3 separate regions of the Mus musculus genome follow, and all the other regions are linked to region 1. The links are chromatin contacts, called in public promoter capture Hi-C maps. All regions are on one chromosome and are shown on one strand. Each heading gives the region's core, a stretch centred on a gene start, on an enhancer-like site or on the middle of the called end of the contact. The rest is flanking DNA. Distances are from core to core; before and after follow the strand shown.

Region 1 (4,529 bases), core at 1,165-3,664:
TCCATGTCCGTGGCATAGCACCCCATTCGCAGTCTGCTCCTGCGGAGCGAGCTGCTGAATGTACTTTAAGTATCCTTGCACTGATGCTATGGTCAGCATGTTTGAAACACCAAATTACCTACTAAATAGTAAGATATTTAGACAATGAGGATTTTAGGGGGGGGACGGGGAAAGAAATCCTAAAATTAAATTATACAACATACTGGTCAAAACAGTAAGGCTTATTTCCCATCTTTCCAGATGCCGGGGCTAGAAAGACATACAGATATGTTAAGACAGACTTCCCAGACCAACCTTTATTGCCTAAGAAAGGTGACAGGGGAACTACTCTAGCCTCTGCTGTAACTACAAACACTGTGCCTGGGATTTAAGATTGCAGGTCTGATCTTGTTTTAGTTTCCAGACCCATCTGACAACACAATTGTTAGTTTTGTACATATCCTATCTTCCCAGGACATGCAATTTTATCCAATACTCGGTGCTACCTTTTCTTTTGCTGGTATCATAGAAGGCATTTATCTTTACATTATTTCTACTTCTGGTAATGAAATTTCGGACACTAAAGTATGCCCCAGGAACACATCCTCTTCATTACCAGCACAATAAACATTTTAAAGAAGAGTAAGATTCAAGTACAGCTTGTATCTGTAGGTGGAGGGAAAAGATATGACAGAAGAGAAAAACATAAAGGTATTTTTAAAAAAACAAGATCATAGAAGTATGTTTTCAAGAAAGGCTTTCCTAGTGTTTTTTAATTAGTAAATACTAAAATTATTACTATGAATTGAAGCTAATCAAGTACTGAAACATACTTTACACTTGACCATAATTAATCTGAGATAAAATTAAACTGTTACTTAAAAATTAGCATTTTCACTTTATATTACTTATCACAGGATATTAAATGAAGACCATATACAGATTCAATCATTAAGGTCTCACTGGTCTACCTAGCTTTCTGAAGAGTTAGGAACAAATCAAATCCACCAACCGAATTGCTGGAAGACATTGTGAGCACCGCACAAGATGGCTTTGGTGGGGAACGGAACCGATCTCAGGATCTTGGCATACCCAATGGCTCTACCACTGAGCTAGTCCCCCAGCTTTGCAGTTTAAGATACTTTGTTTCAAACCCAGCTCAATTTCGTAGCTGCTACAGGTCTTTAAAAACATGTCACAGGACTCCAAAATCATTTTGCCCAGGATAAAGTAACTAGCCTTTAATAATCACAGTGGATAGCTAGGATTTTGAAATTCCGCTTGACATATCTAAAAGACAAACTTTAAGATAAAGGGATACAAATCTGTAGAAACTAAACTTACAAAATCTCTCCGTAATAGATACTAGGAAAATGCTGTTGTAAGATCCGATGAGGGAACCGCTGTGTTCACGCATAAAACATTGTTAAAATGCTTGCAAATAATTCTGTAAAACAGTCTAGTGTAGCAGTAAGTCTAGAATACATATGTTAAAATTAGTTTTCTTTTCATACAGAGCAATCATAGGCCTCAAAGTAGATGGAGAATTCTTTTTTTTTTTTTTTTTTGGGGGGGGGGAGACACCATGAAGATGAAAACAAAGAGAACACGAAGGAAGGAGTACTTTTTCTATTCCGGACAGTCTTTTGAAGCTAGATGTATTTTTGACGGAAAGAAACTTAAAGGCATCTACAAAACAATTCAAAGAGGGCAGACTCCGATTCATTCTACTTGATGCCTTCCAAAACCATACCAGCTGGTACACAAGCAAGTCCCATCTCGAATTCCCTTTCTGCCTCTAAATTTAAAGGGATGAAAAGGTAGACCTGATCATTCGCCTACAACCCAGGAACCTCGGTGAGGACAGCAGAAGGGCCACCTTCGTCCAAGCCAGAGCACAGCAGGTCCACGAGCTCTGGCTCAGCCAGCAGCCCCTAAGCAAACTGAAAGGTTCCCAAGGCTACCGTACCAACACAGAAAGAAGAAGGGAGCACTAGAAACCCGAGAACGTGGCGGGAACCGGGTCTGCAGCCCCAGAGCCTTACGCCCGCGCCTCGGGTCGCCCCTCGTGCCGACGGTTTGTTTTTAGAACTCAGAGTTCGAGCCGAGAGTTCGAACAGCGGCTAAACATTCCGAGCCAGAGGCTGCCCCAAATGCTGGCATTCCTAGATGCAGATTCCACACTCCGTTCGCGCAGCTTCTTCAGGATACTCTACTGTCGTTAAAGTCTTATCAATTACATGTCTTTTATTGAATGTCACATTTCAAATTAGCATAATTTTGATGGCCAAAGCAGTTCAGAATGAGAAGCGGAAAAGTAAAGACTTTTTGGCGAATCTGAATGAGGAAAACGGAAATCTTTTTCCTTTAAGGAGCCGCTCCTCGACGTCACTTCCGGCAACAATAGGAAACGTCAAAACCTTGCAAGGTCCGCCACTCGGGCTTCTGCAGGCAGAGGTGCTGTGACTTCGCGGGAGTCTGGGGCGGCTTCTGGTTCCCTCGCAGCCATCGTGTTCTCCAGCGCGAACACGTGCGCTCTGGACAGGCCTCTCCATGGCTTGGGCACCAGTTCCCGGCTGAGCCATTTTCTTCTCGGCTGACAGCCCCCGCCCACAGGCCGAGTCGTCGCGGCGGCGGTGGAGATCCCAGGTCGCTCAGGTACTCGCGTCGGCACAGAGGCTTCCAATGCCTTGCTTCTTCCGCCCGCCCGGACGCTCTCACTTTTCTCCTCCGAAGTGAGGGGTAGGGATGCTTGCCACTTGATAGCCCTGGCCCAGCAAGCAACAGTTTAGGACCAATGGGTACTGTGAGACATTTTGAGTGACAGCAGCGGTGGCTTATTAAAATGGTGTATCAGAATCGAGAGGCGGGTGTGAGTCTCTTCTGTTTCTAGGCCATTGGTATAGAGGTCGATTTGGGACTCGCGGTAGCGACGTGGTGTCGTCCCTCTTGAAAGATGACAAACGGTGGAGGTTACTTTCTTCAGTTTCACGTATTGCTTTTGTGGTGGTTACAGCGTCGTTCGATGCCAAGGCACGCTTCATTTCTTACGGCGTCCCCTTAATACGAATTCAAACATATCCAGTTTAAGACCTCCGCTGATTGCTAGTTGCTACAGTCTCCAAACAGACTGTAAAATTGGTTCAACACTTTCCTTTTCGTTTTGTTTTTCTGTGGCTACGCTCCACTTTCCACATCGTATTACTCAGTACACATTGTCTAGACAAAAACCATAGAAGTTTGCAATTCTTACTCGATATATTTCTGGTTTATTTTTCGTTCTGTATTTACTAATTAATAATTGTGACTACTTAATTTATAAATGAGACATTTATTTGTAAAGACCCCCACCCCGCGCGCGCGCCATATTCTCTTCATTACCCTCAATACTGCAATTGAATACAAACTGTTGTTCATGTCAGTGTTTGCACTCCGTTTTTGTTTGTATTTTGAGACAAGGTCTCCTGTGTACTCCAGGCTGGCTCAGAATTCACTGTGTAGCCCCGACTGTCCCTAGCTAGCAATCCTTTTTCTTGGCCTTCCAAAGGCTTGGAAGTATGGTTTTGCAACAGGTCACTAAGTACTCTTCTCTTTGCTTTGGTTCTTTGGACTTTGGCACTTTCACTCCGACGAGAAGAGCTTCCGGCTACCTTTGTGAAAGGTTTTTGTTGTTGTTGTTGTTGTTTTTGTTTTTGTTTTGTTTTTACAATGTAGAGCAGGTCTCAGAATGAACAATAAATAAATTTATTATTTTCAGGTTAATTCAGAAACTTCTTGCTTATACAGTTTTTCTAAATTAACAATTACCTAAGTATCGTCATTAGTTTCATATTGCTGGTTTATGATTATCCCCAAATTTAATGCAGCTTAAAACAACAAACATGTACTATCTTGGTTTCTTTGAGTCAAGTATCAGGGCAACGTTCAACAGAGTAGTTCAGCTTGTTTCTTGAGGTCGTAGTTAGGCTGTGTTTGGGACTTGTGATACTATTGAGAGACTGCACTGAGATGGACTAAGGGTGCACTTCCAAGTGCATGCACATAGTTGCCAGCTGCCCTAGATTCTCCGCTAAGTGGGTTTTCTTCAGAAAACCCCCTTAGAGTATAGTATGGCTGTTGATTTCCCCTACAACAGACAAGCTGGGAGAAAGCATCCAACTGAGGGAAGATAACTATATTTTATAATCTAATCTTAGAAGTGATATCCTATCACTGCTATCATAGTGTGTTTGTTAAGAGTCTTTAACCCAACCCACATTAGAGAGGCAGAGGATAGATAACACAGGAGGCAAAATCGATGGAAGCCATTTTAGAGGCACCTGGAACAAATTCCGTGCCTGATAACTTTTAGCAGTTAAAAGTAATCACTACATAAGAATATCTTAGCCAAAGTATGTCCAAAAGAATTTAATTCTGACAAGGAAAAAAAAAAGCCTGATTTTGAAGTAACATGTGAATTATACTAGTATCAGCTCCTCCAGAAAAATAATTTAGAAATATTTTATATTAATTATCCTAAAGAATATTATTTAATATTGCCTGAAGGGTAG
Region 2 (4,529 bases), core at 909-3,408, 880 kb after region 1:
CCAGTTTGCAAGCAGATTAACCTATCTCAGTTGAAGCTCTCTGCAAACACCCTCATAGACACGGCCAAAGGTATGTCTCCTAGGTAAGTCTACATCTGGGCAAGCTAACAACCAATATTAACCACCAAGTCTGTTATATCCACACAGAGTCACACATGCACAAACTTGGGTAGGAAATGTTTGCTAAGATAGGTAAATAGCTTTACAATTACTTATTGCCTCCTCTGGTTGTTTTATTGAATATAACTTTTATTTATGAGCAATAATTTATACAATTGTGGATAGCCTTAAAGTCTATTTCTAGTCCAGCTTACAGAAATAAAATTTATATCTCCTTCCTTCCTTCCTTCCTTCCTTCCTTCCTTTCTTCCTTCCTTCTTTCTTTCTTTTCTACTTGAGTTCCAAGACCAGGTCATGTATAGAGGGGAAGCCAATTTGAGGTATCTGTTGCCAGGTAATGCCTTTCATGATCCATGCCAATTGTGACTGCCCAGTCCATACAGATCAAGAGACACCTAGAATGAACAGACTCTTGTGTAAACACAGATATGAAATGATTTGCCATCGACAATGTTTTAAAACTCAGCTCTGACCTCTACTGGCCACGTTATTAAAATACCACAGCAAGCATCCAGAAATGGTCTTTTATTTCATTCAGTCTTTTTTTTTTTTTTTTTTAAAGATTTGTGTATTATTATAGATACACTGTTGCTGTCTTCAGGCACACCAGAAGAGGGCATTAGATTTCATTACAGGTGGTTGTGAGCCACCACGTGGTTGCTGGGATTTGAACTCAGGACCTTCAGAAGGGCAGTCAGTGCTCTTACCCGTTGAGCTATCTCACCAGCCCCATTCGATCATTTTTAATTTAAAAAATTTTTCTTTTGATATCTATTCGTCTTAGGTTAGCATACATAGTTCATAACATGCATAGTTTCATTGTGATATTTTAAAATATACATGTCAGTGTACTTTGTACTTAATTACTCCCCTCCCACAATGACATGACCCATATTCCTGGCCCCTCCCTGGATGGTTCCCCTCTTTCCCCAGGTAGTGCCCCCTCGTGTATTCACTTAAATGCTTTGTATCAAAAATAAATAGATAGATAGATAGATAGATAGATAGATAGATAGATAGATAGATAAATAATTTATTATGAATACTTTTTATCTCTCACATTTTATAAATAGGGATTATAGTGGAAAAATGTTTTCTATCTTAAAATTTGCTAGGAGAAACATGCTGCAAACATTAAAAAGCTTAATGCCAAGTACAGCTGTTCTCTATCCTGTGTGTGTGGGGTCAAATATCAGATATCCTGCATATCAGAGATTTATATTATGATACATAACAGTAGCAAAATTACACTTATGAAGTAGCAATGAAAATAATTTTCTGGTTGGGGGGGTCACCACAACATGAGTAACTGTATTAAAGGGTCACCAGCATTAGCAAAGTTGAGAACCACTGTCCTACTATATTAGAGGGTAGAAAGTGCTTCATACACTTTATTTTTGGTTTCTTTGAGACGGGATGTCATGTAACCCAGGCTGTCCCTGAATTTCTGATTCCCCCACCTGCACCCCCAAGAGCTGGGACTACAAGCATGCACCACTACATTTGACTTAATATGTGATTTTTACAAAGATAAAAAGAAGGGCCATAAAGAGAATGAGGGAGTAACAATCTTAACAATGTGATCTCCCTCCCCCTGCCTCCCCCTCTCCCTCCCGTTTCTCCCTTTCCCGGTCCCCCTTCCCCCACCACTTCCCTTCTCCCCCTCTCTTCTTTTTCCCCATATCACAAATTAATTAAATAACACATTCTAGAGGCAATACCCTTTTTCTCTGGTAGTTTCTGCAGGTTTTGGAATCAGCCAGACTTGTGTTCCAACTCTGTCAGCCTTCGTCACAGAAAACAACCAAAACAAAACAAAATATCATCGACAACAGCAAAGAACATAAAACAAACAAACAAAAAGTCCCAAGTCCTCCGTAGCTTAAAAAGCAAACGTTTGTACAAAACCACATTGAGATAGCACCTCCCAGGCATCAAGATGACTCATAAAAGAAACACATAATGGGTCAGTAAGGATGTGGTGAGCTTTGCTGGTGGGAGACGAGCTGTTGTAGAAAGCACCAACATAAGAACAGAGTTACCATATGATCTGGCAATCCCATCTCTCGATGGAATCGGAAGCGGGGACTTGAAGTGAGTTCTGCATAGCTAGGCTCACAGCAATGTTGCTGAGAGTTACTCACAGGAGGAAACAACCTACATGTGAAAGCATACACAAAACACAGTAGATACACAGCACAGTATGATTCTACATCAAATATACAACAGTATGAAGGAACTTAGAGGACATTGCACTAGACAAATCAATCACAAGAAGAGAACGGCTATGTAAGTCACGGCGTGAGAACCGTTACATTGATAGAGGCCGTCGTGATGAAGACGGTGCCCCAAAGGTGCTAGAGGTGAGGAGAAACAGGAAGTTTCTGTTCAATGCATACAGAATTTCCGTGTCACAGGATGAAATGATAAGAAAATTCGGTGGCGATGGGTGCACAAGATAAATGCATTTTGCACCAAGCTGTACGCTTAAAAATTGATAAGATGATAGATTTTTATGTGTATACATTTTTACCACATTTAAAGCCTTTTAAACATTAGAAAAATAGAAGTGGCTGGAAAACATTAAAAACAAAGGTGTAGGGACTGCAGAGATGGCTCACTGGTTGCCTTTCCAGAAGATCTGGGTTCAGTTCCCAGACCCAACCCAATCAGCCAACAACCTCCAGTTCCAGGTGATCTGGTCCCTCTTTTGCCTTCCTCGGGCACTGCACGCAGATGATGCCCAGACACGCATGCAGGCAAAACACCCATACATGTAAAATAAATAAAATAAGATCTCAAGCAACAATATTTAAAAGACACAAAAAACATCTATTCATCTCATGAGCTGACCATAGATAGGTCAGCTGTGACTGATAAGCTCAACTCCTCTGTTAGGGATTAGTTCAGTGACCCATGTCATCTTCCAGGAGCTGGAGCTGAGGGAGGAGGCTTTGTGCTTTGGTAGAGACCGTCAGTGGTAAGGCAGACCTAATTGAAGTCACTCAGGCACATATTCATTCAAAGCACACCCTACTGACCAAAGAAAGCCCCATTGGTCAAGACAAAGAAGCTATTGGAAGCCCAGAAGTATGTCTTTTGCATACACAGGAAAGGGGAGCAAAGGCTGGGGAGGATGAATAATTTAGAATCAATAATTCAATAAAAATTGAATGAGTCACCCCCTGCCTTGCAATTTTCATGATCTGTGCCGATTACCAGTAGCAAATTATTTATACTGCAATTCACACATGTCAAGAGACACATAGAGTAAACAGATCCTGTGTAGATACAGGGGAAAAAGCAGTTGGCTGTCCAGGAAATGTTATTTGTCCACCTGTGAAACAGCAGTAAGGACAAGGATATTCTTCAGAAATTCACTTCGACTCAATTCTTTTGTAGGCTTAAAGAACAGTCGGGACCTGAAATTCAAGAAATATAGCGTAAGCTACTGTTCTTGAGCTATTTTACTACGACTTGAGTCCTGCATAAAATCAGACAGCTGTCTAAAACACCGCCGTGGTTCTTTCCCGTGGTAAAACATAGCCAATAGGTTAAAGTATTTATTAAAGGCATATTTCCCGCCTCTAAAGCTGCTTTTCAGTACAAACAGCAGGTGGCGCTCGACAACAACTTAAGATTGGAATTCCAAGGTTATTTTCACTTCCTGTTCCTTTATAAAGCAGAACTACAGCCTGTAATAAAAAAATAAAATAAAGTAAAAAAAAACAAACAACAGCATAAACCAAGGTGAGAACCTGAGTCTTTATGACCTTGCATCAAAAGGGAGGGCCCAAGAAGCCTGGTGAGTGACCGGAATTTCTAAAGTTTGTCTTTGAAACTTGGAAATCGCTTTCCTTCTGAGCCCAAGGTGTGAGGCTGTAAGAGCAGCGCGCTGTCGAGGGAGGGTATATCTACCTGCCATGCATGGGAGCAAGAGTGGCTGACAAGGGGAGATTCGCTCAGGAAGCTCTGATACTAACTCAGGTTGTTCACATCCTAGGGCCGAGGATGGAAGATGACTGTAGTAAGCAGATGAACGGATAATTTAGCACGCATTTAAGAGAGAGAGAGAGAGAGAGACAGAGACAGAGACAGAGACAGAGAGACAGAGAGACAGAGAGACAGAGAGACAGAGAGACAGAGAGAGACAGAGAGAGACAGAGAGAGACAGAGACAGAGAGAGAGTTAGTTGATGCTCCAGGCAAGGCCTCGGGGGTGGAGTGGCCAGTGGTGGACTGGGAAAGCACCCTGTCCGAGGCAAAGGGGAAGGGGGAGGGGTAAAGAACTCTGAGATGGGGAGGGGAGCAACATTTGGTATGTAAATAAATTAAATAAAGAATAGGGCTGGAGAGATGGCTCAGCGGTGAGCACTTCCAGAAGTCCTGAGTTCAATTCCCAGCAACCAC
Region 3 (4,529 bases), core at 1,197-3,696, 610 kb before region 1:
TTCACAGAACTAAAGGCCTTCCCTCCCACTGATGCCAGATAAGGCCCCTTTAGCTCCTTCAGTCCTTCCCCTAAATCCTCCATTGTAGTCCCTGATAGTTGGCTGGACCATCTGCATATGTATTGGTTAGGCTCTCTCAGAGCCTCTCAAGAGACAGCTGTATCAGGCTCCTGTCAGCAAGCACTTCTTGGCATCAGTAATAGTGTCTGAGTTTGGCATCTCCATGTGGGATAGATCCCCAAGTTGGGCAGTCTCTGGATGGCCTTTTCTTCAGTCTCTGCTCTACTCTTTGTTCCTGTATTTCCTTTAGACAGGAGCCATTCTGGTTTAAATTTTGGAGATGGAATGGGGTCACCCTCCCATCAATCCTTAATTGCAAATGAAGTTGAGCATCATTAATTATAACAACATTACACTAACTGGCTTTTGTCATGGTGGCACAAATCTAGACGTACCAGGGGAAAAGGAATGACTAACTAGAGTTGCCTCCAGGAGACTGGACTGTGAGCAAGTTTGTGAGCAGTTTTCTTTATTAACCATTGATTGGTGTGGCCCCAGAACACTGTGTCTGGCACCACCACCTCTGGGCATGTGGTCAGAGCAGTATAAGAAAACAGGCTGAGAAGGCCATAGGAAGCAAGTTCATTAGCAACTTTCCTCCATGGGCCTTGCTCAGCTTTGGTCTCATTGCTTGGCTGTGGTAGGACTTAAATAATTACTGTCTTGAACAAGAAATAAAATAAGAAAATTGTAATATAGGTATATTTTTATTGTGTGTACTTTTTAAAAATTGTATTTTTATTGGTTGTTTGTTGACATTTCAAATGTTATCCCCCTTCCCAATTGTCCTTCTACAAACCTTCTATTCCCTCCATCCCCTCCCCCTGCCTCTATGAGGGTGCTCTCCCACTCACACACCCACCGACTCCTCACCACCCTATAATGCCCCTACCCTGGGTCATTGAGCCTCTACTGAACCAAGGTGCTCCCCTCCCAGGGATGCCCAAAAAGGCAATGCGCTGTAATTTTTAATCAGTGAATAAGTAACTGAGAAGCATCTGTGTAGTGTAAGTTTTCAACAGGTTCTTCAAAGAGGATATCTTCTCAGAGGCAGTGAGATGTCGCAGCAGGTAAATGTATTTGCTGCCAGGCGAGAGACCTAAGTGTGATCCCTCCAACTCGCAATGTGAAATGACAGAATTGCCTGTCCACACGTTATCTTATAACCTTCAAACATGACATACATTAGTCCATGCAATCATCCATGTGTGCATTCATACATGTACACACAAATGTAATATAGATACAAAAAAAAAGCATTATGAACCTTCTAGGAGGTATAAAACTGATGTGTTTCTTATGAGTCTTCTGTAAGTTGATGATTTAAATCAGAAAAGAGTCACATAAAACATGTCTTCTACAAATATAGAAACGAATTCAGAAAACTTATTTTTCACTGAATGAAATTAATGTGATCTACTAAATAGAAGACATAAATAAGAGTATTCACTGTAACTTATTTCAGCAGGTTGGTAAGGGATGCCTTGTATACTTCCAGCTAAATCTAGTTTTCCATTAAATTACAATTTTAACTCAACTAGGAAAAAGATTGTGGGACACGTTAAGAATGTATTCTTAATATGTAGCTTAGTTGTTGAAAAAAGTTAAAGAGTTGAAAGGAGCATTTTCAGAATAAATTCGTAATGGACTTTTTTAAAAAGTCAAAAGAAATGAACATTTTGATACTGGCCAACTGGAAATAAAGATTTTCTATTTTCTATTTTAGGTCACACACACACACACACACACACACACACACACACACACACACACACACAGAGTGGAGATGAGAGACTGAGCTCTGAAAAGATGAAAGAAGAAATATACCAGTTAGTACTACGTGCTAGTTCTTCCATTTAAAACATCCGAGCCAATCATTTAAAAACTGAGGGGGTGGGGGGAGTCTAAGTGATGTCTCTCCAGTCTCAGGAGACTTCTTCCCTTAGTCTTTTTGGAAGCCTCATTAGCACCAAAGTCAATTAACTGCCTGCAAGCTGGCTCTGAGCATGAGATGCTTGTAGAAGCAACTTGTTTGGCTGGGCATGTGCATTGCATTCCCAGCTCTATGAGACAGTAGTCATCTCTGAAAAGATATGTCTTTACTAAATTGTGCTTTTTTTTCTGAAAGGGAAGGAGCCTCCCCGTGTAGTTCTGCCCTCTAATTCTGCAAACCACTGAATCTCCCCTTTTCAGCTCCAAGGATTCCTTCCCCACTCTCTCTAGGAGCCTAGTGGGCTCTGCACCAATTCTGAAACACAGCCCCTCCTTTTTAGGGGCTGAAAGGCTGAGCATTCCCTTGCTTGGTAAGAGGCCTGTCACTCTGTCCTGCTGTGCAGCTGTGATTGGCGGGAAGGACAAGTCCTCTGGCCCCGCCCCCGCCTGTCTTTGCCGCGCTCCGCTCCGTGGGATTTATGCAAAGGTGGAGAGTGAGATTCTGGCTCTTGGACCTAGTGGAGCAGCATTCCCAATTTTGACTGCTGCTGTTCTTCTTCGAACCCTGCCTGGGTCAGAGCCAAGAAAAGGCGAGTCCTTTTCTGCTGATAGAGCTTTGGGGGAACTGTTGCTCAGGACCTCTGCACTCCTGACGCGTCGTCACAGTCTCACGCTTTTCTGTAGCTTCACTGTGAAATCACTCGCATATCTGTAGCCCTGTGAATCTTTCTGCTCAGTGCACAGAGCAGGGGTCCAGGAAAACATCAAGTGCTTGAAAGAGGGATTCAGTCCTGCGGGAGCTGTCTGAGGTGCTGAAGCTCCTCAAGCGTTTATCTCCAGCAGCCCCAAGGGGTTACATGTCACATTTTCACTTCTGTCTTTCTGGTCCCCCATGCCTTGGATAAGACTGCTTTCAGGATCGTGGATCTCTTTCCGTATCATGGCCCACGTGAGACACTTTCGGACACTAGTTTCTGGATTTTACTTCTGGGAAGCCGCACTGTTACTGAGGTAAGTCCGCATGCATTAACAATCTCATTAAGAGAGCTCAATAAACCAATGTGTTAATCTGCAACCACTTGTTAATGAGGAAGCTGAGAAACCTAGGACTGTGTTCTGACTTACTGAAACAATACTTTATATCGTAATTATCTGTTTCAAAGAGCCTAGTAATCTATCTATTGAGACATCTGGAGATATATAATTTCCTGTTGTTTTTCACCGAGGGTGTGTGTTTGAGTAGTTGGGCTCTTCCCACGTTACTCTTTCAAACCTAATGACTTAAAGAAAACAGATATTTTGCTTCTCACATATTTCTCATTAGAGTTTTCTTGGTAATGATGAATTATAATTTCTGGGCGTTAATTTCTTAAAACACAAAACAAAACAAAATTAGAAACAGGGCCATCATGAAAATAGAAATAATATTGTAGAACATAAACAATTTTTGATTAGAGAAATGTCATTTTCATATATGAACTGATTAGGTAAAAGAATAGAAACTTTAAGGTACGAGTTTGCAATGACCTAATTCAGCAATGCATGAAGGCAAAATAATTAATAAATCATCAGAAATGTTCTGTGCCTACAGTTGTCTTTTGGAAGAAAGCAGTATAAGAAGACTATTAACTTGTAAAATTGTCATGCCATGACAGTTTTTCCTATGTCTCAATGCTATTTGGAAGTCTTTCTACCTTTCTTCACAGTTATGTAGAAGATACTAGGGGAAGCTAGGTGAAAGTTAAGATAATTAAAACTCCATTGTTCAGTAAACACTGTACGAAAGCAAAAAAAAAAAATGTTCCTATAGATATTTAAACTAGCAACATAAGTTTTTCATTAGTATTATCACATAATTACTGTGGGATATTCACTTTATGGCTGACAACCTTTTCAAGAGTGCAAAGTTAAATAACTAGAACACTGAATCAGTTAAGCATATACTGGTTTCCATGTGATGTAAGTATTTCTCCTTGTGTTAGTAATTCCAGTTTTAATCTTTTGGCTGTCTTAAAAGTGTGAATCACATATTGTTCTGGCATGCCTATTTGTAATAGGAAATGGTTGAGTAGAAAATTACATTTCCTAAAAATGCTAAACTTCCTTTTAAATTGAAGTCTTAAAACAGCTCAGATCACAGTATTCTCAGTGAAAAGTGTATTAATATGATTTTACGGTCTTTGTAACTTTCAATTGACAGAGCTCATATATCTATGTAGCAAATCAAAAGCATGTAGAGGTCTCATGCATGAGTATGTTACAGAAAGTGGCACAAAATTCAGGTGAAAATACACTAGTCATTTTGACATGCATGCTACTTTATGTATAATCGTTTACAATGTTTAATATCAATGGTGGTAATATATATTTTAACAGCAGATATGTCTGTTTAGTTTATATTTAAGGTCAATTATTAAAATATATTAGTCAATGAGGTGAAATTTTATATAATGACAATTCATCACAATATTTTTATAGTAACTAGATATGGAATTTTCATTATTGGATGTGTTGATTTGTGATATTTTTAGTGAAAT

The links. Promoter capture Hi-C pulls out the DNA fragments that hold promoters and counts their contacts.
Region 2: a promoter capture Hi-C map of the HPC-7 cell line shows a contact between it and region 1. The contact joins the enhancer-like site here to the promoter of Fbxo8 in region 1. A contact is called at or near these places in 15 of 39 promoter capture datasets (the 3T3-L1 cell line, 3T3-L1-derived adipocytes, the C10 cell line and 11 more), 6 of 484 Hi-C or Micro-C datasets (cerebellar granule neurons, cranial neural crest, nephron progenitors and 3 more), 14 of 115 datasets of contacts at active chromatin or transcription factors (the 230-238 cell line, astrocytes, bone marrow-derived macrophages and 11 more) and 2 of 9 other capture datasets (adipose tissue and liver).
Region 3: a promoter capture Hi-C map of embryonic stem cells shows a contact between it and region 1, with 2.2 times the contacts expected there. The contact joins the promoter of Glra3 here to the promoter of Fbxo8 in region 1. A contact is called at or near these places in 13 of 39 promoter capture datasets (the 3T3-L1 cell line, 3T3-L1-derived adipocytes, the C10 cell line and 7 more) and 1 of 115 datasets of contacts at active chromatin or transcription factors (embryonic stem cells).

The regions. Positions count from the first base shown.
Region 1 is chr8:56,548,740-56,553,268 of GRCm38.p6, forward strand. It overlaps Fbxo8 (F-box protein 8), which reads left to right and starts at 2,415. Exons shown (of 6, transcript NM_015791.4): 1 at 2,415-2,637. It overlaps Cep44 (centrosomal protein 44), which reads right to left and starts at 1,827. Exons shown (of 11, transcript NM_001009951.1): 1 at 1,806-1,827.
Region 2 is chr8:57,425,658-57,430,186 of GRCm38.p6, forward strand. No RefSeq gene overlaps it. Among named protein-coding and RNA genes, the nearest start is that of Gm34099, 25 kb to the left of the region's middle. Within about 2 kb of position 2,159, at least 64 of the 459 cell types and tissues checked have an H3K27ac peak or open chromatin away from gene starts, as enhancers often do. A contact at or near this core is called in the 230-238 cell line, the HPC-7 cell line, memory CD8 T cells and 2 more, where this site is marked.
Region 3 is chr8:55,937,972-55,942,500 of GRCm38.p6, forward strand. It overlaps Glra3 (glycine receptor, alpha 3 subunit), which reads left to right and starts at 2,447. Exons shown (of 10, transcript NM_080438.3): 1 at 2,447-3,003. The coding sequence starts at 2,933.